Linked DNA regions of Hordeum vulgare: region 1 is linked to region 2. A link is a contact called in public Hi-C data. All regions are on one chromosome and are shown on one strand. Each heading gives the region's core, a stretch centred on a gene start, on an enhancer-like site or on the middle of the called end of the contact. The rest is flanking DNA. Distances are from core to core; before and after follow the strand shown.

Region 1 (3,393 bases), core at 541-3,040, 310 kb before region 2:
AAATAAATTAGATTTTTTTAAGCACCTACTTATTTGCATAGAATAGACGCTTAATTGGCCCTGTTTGAAACCATAATAAATTATGATAATCTGGATTATGAAGATAAATTATATAATCTGGTTTATAAAAATAATCTAGGTGAACATGTTTGGAGGCCAGATTATATAAACTGTAATCCAGGTTTTACATTGCATAATGACCTGTCTATCCTCTGTTTTTTTAAAGAGGAGGGTAGCGGTGGTAGAAATGTTATTATCTCCAATTTTATAAGGGTAATGGGTCATTAGCAATTCATAATCTGATTTTAGTTGGTATAGAGTAGATTACGAGTTTTTAATAATCTATCTATCTAGTTTTTATAATCTACATTATAGGTTGTCCTGTTTGAAAACATAATAGATTATAAAAACTAGATTATATAATCTGGATGGTTCCAAACAGGGTCTTAGACACCTATCTTGTAGAAATAAGCACCGGTGCATTACGAAACCTAACATAGAAACATAACACATACTCCCTCCGTTTCTAAATATAAGACCTTTTAAAGATTGCATTATGAACTACATACGAATGTATATAGACGTATTTTAGAGTATAGATTCATTTATTTTACTCCGTTTGTAGTCTCCTAGTGAAATGTCTTATATTTTGAAACGGAGGGAGTAGATAAGCTCAAAAAACAATAGTCATTGACAGTACAAATCAGATCATGTTACAAAAATCGTACGCACGGACATTTTAGAAGCAAAACAAACACGCACATGTATGCTAGCATGGAACCATTCAGAACCCGTGTATAGAAAACTTGAACCCAAACGCCAGAACCGATCGTTCCACCTGCATAACAAGGCCGCGCAGAGACGAAGAGATGACTCGATCGATCAGGAACAGCTCTTGTCGTCGTCGTCGACGTCGCACTGCGGCACGGTGGCGTAGTAGGGCCCTGCCGAGTAGGCGACCTCGGTGGGGCAGACCCGCGAGGGGCGGGACGGCTTCTCGCCGGTCCTGCCGCCGTTGAAGTCGGTGAGCACGGCGCAGCCCTTGTCCCCGGACCTGACGAGGCGGACGAGGCAGTGGGCCGGGTCGAGGCGGCAGCTGCCGCCGTCGTGGGCGTACGGCACGTCCACCTTGAAGACCCCCTCCTCGTCCGTCGTGTCCGTCCGGTGGATCACCGTCCGCCCCGTGTGCTCGTCCAGGCACGTCACCGCCACCACGCTGCCTGCGAAACCATCACAGCATACATACATATTCGTCGATCATGCCGTCGTGCGCACGCCAAGAGCAACGAAGGTGCAGGTCGCCGGCGAGGAGCGATGGCCAGTGCGTGCTAGAGATATAAGTAATAGAAGGTTCGGGCGGACCGTACCGGCGATGGGCTTGGCGTTGTAGGCGTAGGCGTTCCAGTTCTTGGTGCAGTCCTGGCACAGCACGGTGCCCGTCACCGTGAACTTGGACGCGCCGTAGCTGTCACCGGCGTCGGCGCACGTCGCCACGGCCACCAGCACGAGCGCGGCCAGCATCGACCCCCTCCTCCAAGCCATCGCCGACGAACGACCAAGTAGCTAGCTTGCTCGATGGAATGCAATGGATGGGCCGGTGAAATGGGGTCGACCGAGCGAGCTGTGTGTCAAGCTAGCGCGCGGCGGCTTTATCGGCCATGGTGGTCGACGTGAGCCCAACTCGTTATAGGATGACGACGACGTGCGCGCCATTTCCTGGTGTCGGTACGGCAGAGTAGAATAGCCCAGTCCGACCGACGTGGACGCTGCACGCGCTGATGTGACGCCAGCATGTGGGCCAGGTGGCCCCACATGCCAGTGGGTGATCATCACACGCATCGGCTCTCCCTTTCGCTCACTTTCCCCTCACTGTTTCCCAGCTTCTCTCAACCGAGAAGGAAGGATTACGAGAGTCAAAGCTCCGCCAGCAATGGCCGTCGCGCGCCCCGCCGAGCGAGAAGTCCGAGGCGGAAATGGAGAAGAATCTGAGCTAGAACTAGTGTCCGCAGCCTAACACCTGGCTCCGATGCTCGATCGAACGAACCCCTCCCCCGCCATGAGAGACCCGAAGCAGAAGACAGCAAGAGCCCACAAGCCGCGCCACCTCCACCTCCTCGACAGGCTCAGGACGCGCCACTTCTACAGGTGGCGGTGGATCCTCTGGCTGGCCCTCTCCGCCTACCTGTTCCTCCCGGCACTGCCCCCCTCCCGCCGCGGCCCCGGCTCCGAGCCCCGCCCCGGCGTCCGGATCTACGCCTACGACCTCCCGCCGCGCTTCAACCGGCGCTGGGCGGCCGCCGACGCGCGGTGCTCCCGCCACCTCTTCGCCGCCGAGGTGGCCGTGCACGAGGCGCTGCTGCTGCGGCAGCGGCGCGCGGGGCTGCGCCCCGAGGAGGCCGACCTCTTCCTCGTGCCCGTCTACGCCTGCTGCAACTTCTCCACGCCCACGGGGCTCCCGTCGTTGGCGCACGCGCGCGGGCTGCTCGCCGACGCCGTCGGCCTCGTCCGCGCCCAGATGCCCTTCTGGAACCTCTCCGCTGGGGCCGACCACGTCTTCGTCGCGTCGCACGACTTCGGCGCCTGCTTCCACCCCATGGTGACCGCCCGCTGCTCGATCCAGCCTCTAATCCTCAGCTGTTTCTTGCGTGCATTGTTCTTGTGCCTGATCTTGCGGCCTAATGGTTGATCAATCAGGAGGATGTGGCGATGGCCGCCGGTATCCCGGAGTTCTTGAAGGGGTCGATCCTACTGCAGACATTCGGCGTGCAGGGCCGGCACCCTTGCCAGGACGTGGAGCATGTGGTGATCCCGCCCTACGTGCCGCCTGAGCTGGCTCCTCGGGAGCTGCCGGAGCCGGAGAAGGCGCATCGGGACATATTTGCCTTCTTCCGGGGCAAGATGGAGGTCCACCCCAAGAACATCAGTGGCCACTTCTACAGCAGGTAATAAGCATCCACTTGGCGAGGAGTACATCGCCTTATAAGAAATTCATGGGCAAGAATACTCGTCATTTTGCTTCATCTTGCACAGTCCACTGGTCAAATATCCAGGACGCAAAGTTCATAAATTGCATCACCATATGTAGAATACGAAATTCATGTCACCAAGTATGATTATCAATCGATTCATCACGTTCAGGAAGGTGAGGACTGAACTTCTGCGGCTGTATGGCCGCAACCGCAAGTTCTACCTGAAGCGGAAACGGAACGACGGCTACCGGTCGGAGATGGCGCGCTCCTTGTTCTGCATCTGCCCGCTGGGGTGGGCGCCATGGAGCCCTCGTCTAGTGGAGTCGGTCCTCCTGGGCTGCATCCCCGTCGTCATCGCAGATGACATACGCCTGCCGTTCCCCGGCGTGCTACGGTGGCCCGACATCTCGCTGCAGGTGGCCGA
Region 2 (3,429 bases), core at 593-3,092:
ACAGATGAAGTATTTGTGAACCGATGGAGTACAATGAAGTATCCCAATAATAGAGTAGTACAAACGTCTTACAAAAAGGGAATAGTACAATCTACCGATGTATCCCAATAATAGAGAAAACAATTCAACTTTTGATCACTAGTTACCCTGAATACTTCATGTAGGCATTGGCAAAATATACCCTGCTGAATCATCACGAATGAAAGTCAGATGAGCAATATAATACAAGCACGCTATATATCCAGCAGTAACAATTGCGGCAAGACTCCATGAATGCTCTCTGTAATGTCATCAGCCAGTTACGGTGGCACTTCACAGGTATGGATGAGAACTATTAAGCACATAATGCTCCACTAATATGCATAATATATGCTTCAACTATCATATAATGAAGTGTATGGATAGTAAAGGTACCATCCATCAGTCTGTGCAAGTTCATGATACAGACCAGCAATGCAGTATAAGTACATCAAGGGCCCAAGTGGCACCAACATGGGCAGTTGCACGGGGTGAAGTGAATTTCGTATGAGAATGATTCAAATCAAGAGAAAAGCTAATGAACCGAATACACAGGATCAAGCAGTAGCTTATGGAAACCAAAATTGGATAGTCGGTCTCTCAGTTATCACAACAAACGAACAAAGTAACTGCGCTAGAAAAATCCACAGCCCCCATTGATAAGAGCATAGCAATTGCTACCCAAAGAATAAGTATAATCGTGTTGAATGGATTATCATACAATCAGTTTTCATTATTGCCCCGGCCAAAATCCCCTATTTCAGGGCTCAAAATTACCACTCCAATTACAACAGCTTCAATTGAATCATGCTGTAGAGAGTCCCCAACTCATCTCATTCGGTCAATCAAATCTATCTATGCCTCAATCCCACGCACTCAGATCTAAATCGTAGAGCAAAAAAGCAAATCTTACGAGTTTGCTTTGGCTCCATCCACCGCAACCGCCGCGTTCTCCTCGGCAGCGGCGGCAGCCGCATCCGCCTCGATCTGCTTCTTGTTGCGCTCGATCGCCTCGCCGACCTCCTTGGGCATGTACTTCTCGTCGTGCTTGGCGAGCACCTCCGTGCCGCGCAAGAAGCACTGGCCCTCCAGCGCCTTATCGGAGACCTTCCTCCCCGCCCAGTCGCGGCGGAGGTCGTCGGTGAGCGGCTTGAGGAAGCCCTCGACGACGACGGAGTGGCCCTCGCGGAAGAGGTCGGGGAGGGCGCCCTCGTAGCGGACGAGGACGTCGGTGACGAGGTCGGTGACGACGAACTCGATCTCGGAGGAGGAGGAGGAGGGGTGGGCGACGGAGCCCTCGAGGACGAGCCCGCCGAGGCGGCAGCGGGTCTTGGAGGGGTCGGTGGCGAAGCGCGCGAGCGCGTCGGTGGGGGTGAGGTAGAAGACGAGCTGGTCCTGGAACGTGGCAAGCACGGTGACCACGAACCCGGCCGCGCAGCCGAAGGTGAGCGCGTAGGTCCAGAGGCGCCGGCTCTGCAGCTGCCGCGCCCGCGCGCCGATGTCCGCGGCGCGCTGCCGCGGGGCGCCCGGCCCGGCCCGCCTCGTCGCGGAGAAGAAGCGCGCGGGCTGGAGGGCGTGGGCGGCCGGAGAGGTGGTGGCGCGCGCGGCGGGGATCGGGGTCGGGGTGTGGAGGAGGGCGGAGAGGAGGCGGCGGGAGGGGAGAAGGCGCGAGAAGGCCATGGAGGCGGCAAGGGGTGGGGTGGGGGGGATCTGGAAGGTGCGGGGCCGAGGGAATGGGGAGAGGAGGGGCGTGTGTGCGCGGTGCGCTGCGCTCGCCTTTGGCTCCGGATGGGTGGTCGGCCGCTGATCTTCTTGCTGCGCACGGCACGCCGGTGAGGCCGAGGCGAGGTCAAACTGGGCTGCGCCGTCCTTGCGAATGGACCCCCGAGGTCCGAGGGAGCGCGGAAACACCGTGGATTTCTGGCCCAGGAAAGTGAGCGGAAATAGTAAATTGTTGGATTCCCTCCACACAAAAAAAGTAACTTGTTGGAAAATGCACCGGGGTGTTGCTTCTCAGTTTCTGCCGACTTTCACGTTTTGGAAAACGCTGGAATTGCCAAATTTTTTGGTCTTAAAAATACATCAGTTTTATGTTTCACAAATACGTAGTGGTACAACATAACCGATTGTTAATCATGTTGATTGCCTCCAACGAACCGTTTAATCAGTTCATAAAGCAGCAGGGTCTGCAATGAAGTTCTTTTAAATCTGAATGTGGAGGTTACCTGCGTTTTTCTCCAACAGTGCCATGGTGACGATGGTGATCGACATCGTGTGATGATTAGGTTGAAGATATGGATCTCCCAAAATAAAGTTGTAAGGTTTATATGTTTGAAGCCTTTTGTGCAAATCTCCAAGACACTAGTCACTTTGTTTGTCTCATGGAGTGGCCACAAATGTACTCATTGTAATTTGTTTGTTTAATGGATAATGTGGTAATTTCTCTCTCAAAATACGGTTGTCTCCGTGTGGTGTGACTCATTTGTCAACGAGACATCGTTTTTCTTTAATTGCTTTGCCATCATCATATGAGGGAATTATGTGAAGTTTTCTTCGTGTTACACACAACTTTCTTATGGAGTGGGCTCCAAAAGTATGAAGTGTGACAATTCTGACAAGTATGATGACTCAATTATGATGAACCCTATTTCTCTTTTTGTCTCTTTCATCCACCTCATCTATTATCCTATGTGGCGTCCACAAACAACCGATGTTACATTGCACGTTCTTAAAGTAGAGCTGAACAATTGTCATTGTAGGCACGGGCAAAGCCGAGATAAAAGGAAACTGGGATCAACACGAACAAGTAGCACTAATATATCCCCTCAAAAAACAAAATAGCAACAACATGAAGCTAAAAATGCATAGCTCGAATTAAGTAAGAAGCCTATAATATTTTATTTAGTAACCTCACATAAATAAGAAAATCATAGTTACCAATGTATCATGATAAAATAAGCTCTGATTACGAAAGTACCCACCTCTCTGTTTTTCCTAACCTCTACGACCTTTCTTCTTCAAAAAGTAATCTATCACATCCTCAATTGAATATATAAAACTTTTCTACAATAAGAAAATGATGCAGTAGTTCATGAAATATGCAATTATGTAGCACAATCTTCACTATTTTCATTTCACAAAAACACCTCTCCATTGATGCGGTAGAGACGAAGAACAATAATACTAGCTTCAGAAGTTGATAGACCAAATGAAATACAAGATGCTTATTATACTAACCTACCAAGTTTCGAAATAATTTTCAGGCATGCAAATCTTTCATCTGCTTGCGCATTATCAATGTTGAAAGGAAGCTCATGAGCAAGTTGCTTCAATTGAATGGAACCAAAATCATCTAGATAGGACTTCGCCAAAGGCTTCAAAAAAACTCTTTTGGAATGAACTAAGCTCTCA

The links. A called contact is a pair of places that touch in the nucleus more often than the background predicts.
Region 1: a Hi-C map of seedling shows a contact between it and region 2, with 2.7 times the contacts expected there. The contact joins the promoter of LOC123437899 here to the promoter of LOC123411328 in region 2. A contact is called at or near these places in 1 of 6 Hi-C or Micro-C datasets (seedling) and 1 of 1 datasets of contacts at active chromatin or transcription factors (embryo).

The regions. Positions count from the first base shown.
Region 1 is chr1H:370,116,441-370,119,833 of MorexV3_pseudomolecules_assembly, reverse strand. It overlaps LOC123437899 (probable glucuronosyltransferase Os03g0107900), which reads left to right and starts at 1,790. Exons shown (of 4, transcript XM_045115739.1): 1 at 1,790-2,596; 2 at 2,695-2,942; 3 at 3,139-3,393. The coding sequence starts at 2,027. LOC123437941 reads right to left here and starts at 1,641. Exons shown (of 2, transcript XM_045115743.1): 1 at 1,368-1,641; 2 at 648-1,220. The coding sequence starts at 1,542. The coding sequence ends at 883.
Region 2 is chr1H:369,810,776-369,814,204 of MorexV3_pseudomolecules_assembly, reverse strand. LOC123411328 (cytochrome c-type biogenesis protein CcmE homolog, mitochondrial) reads right to left here and starts at 1,842. Exons shown (of 1, transcript XM_045104265.1): 1 at 693-1,842. The coding sequence starts at 1,698. The coding sequence ends at 928.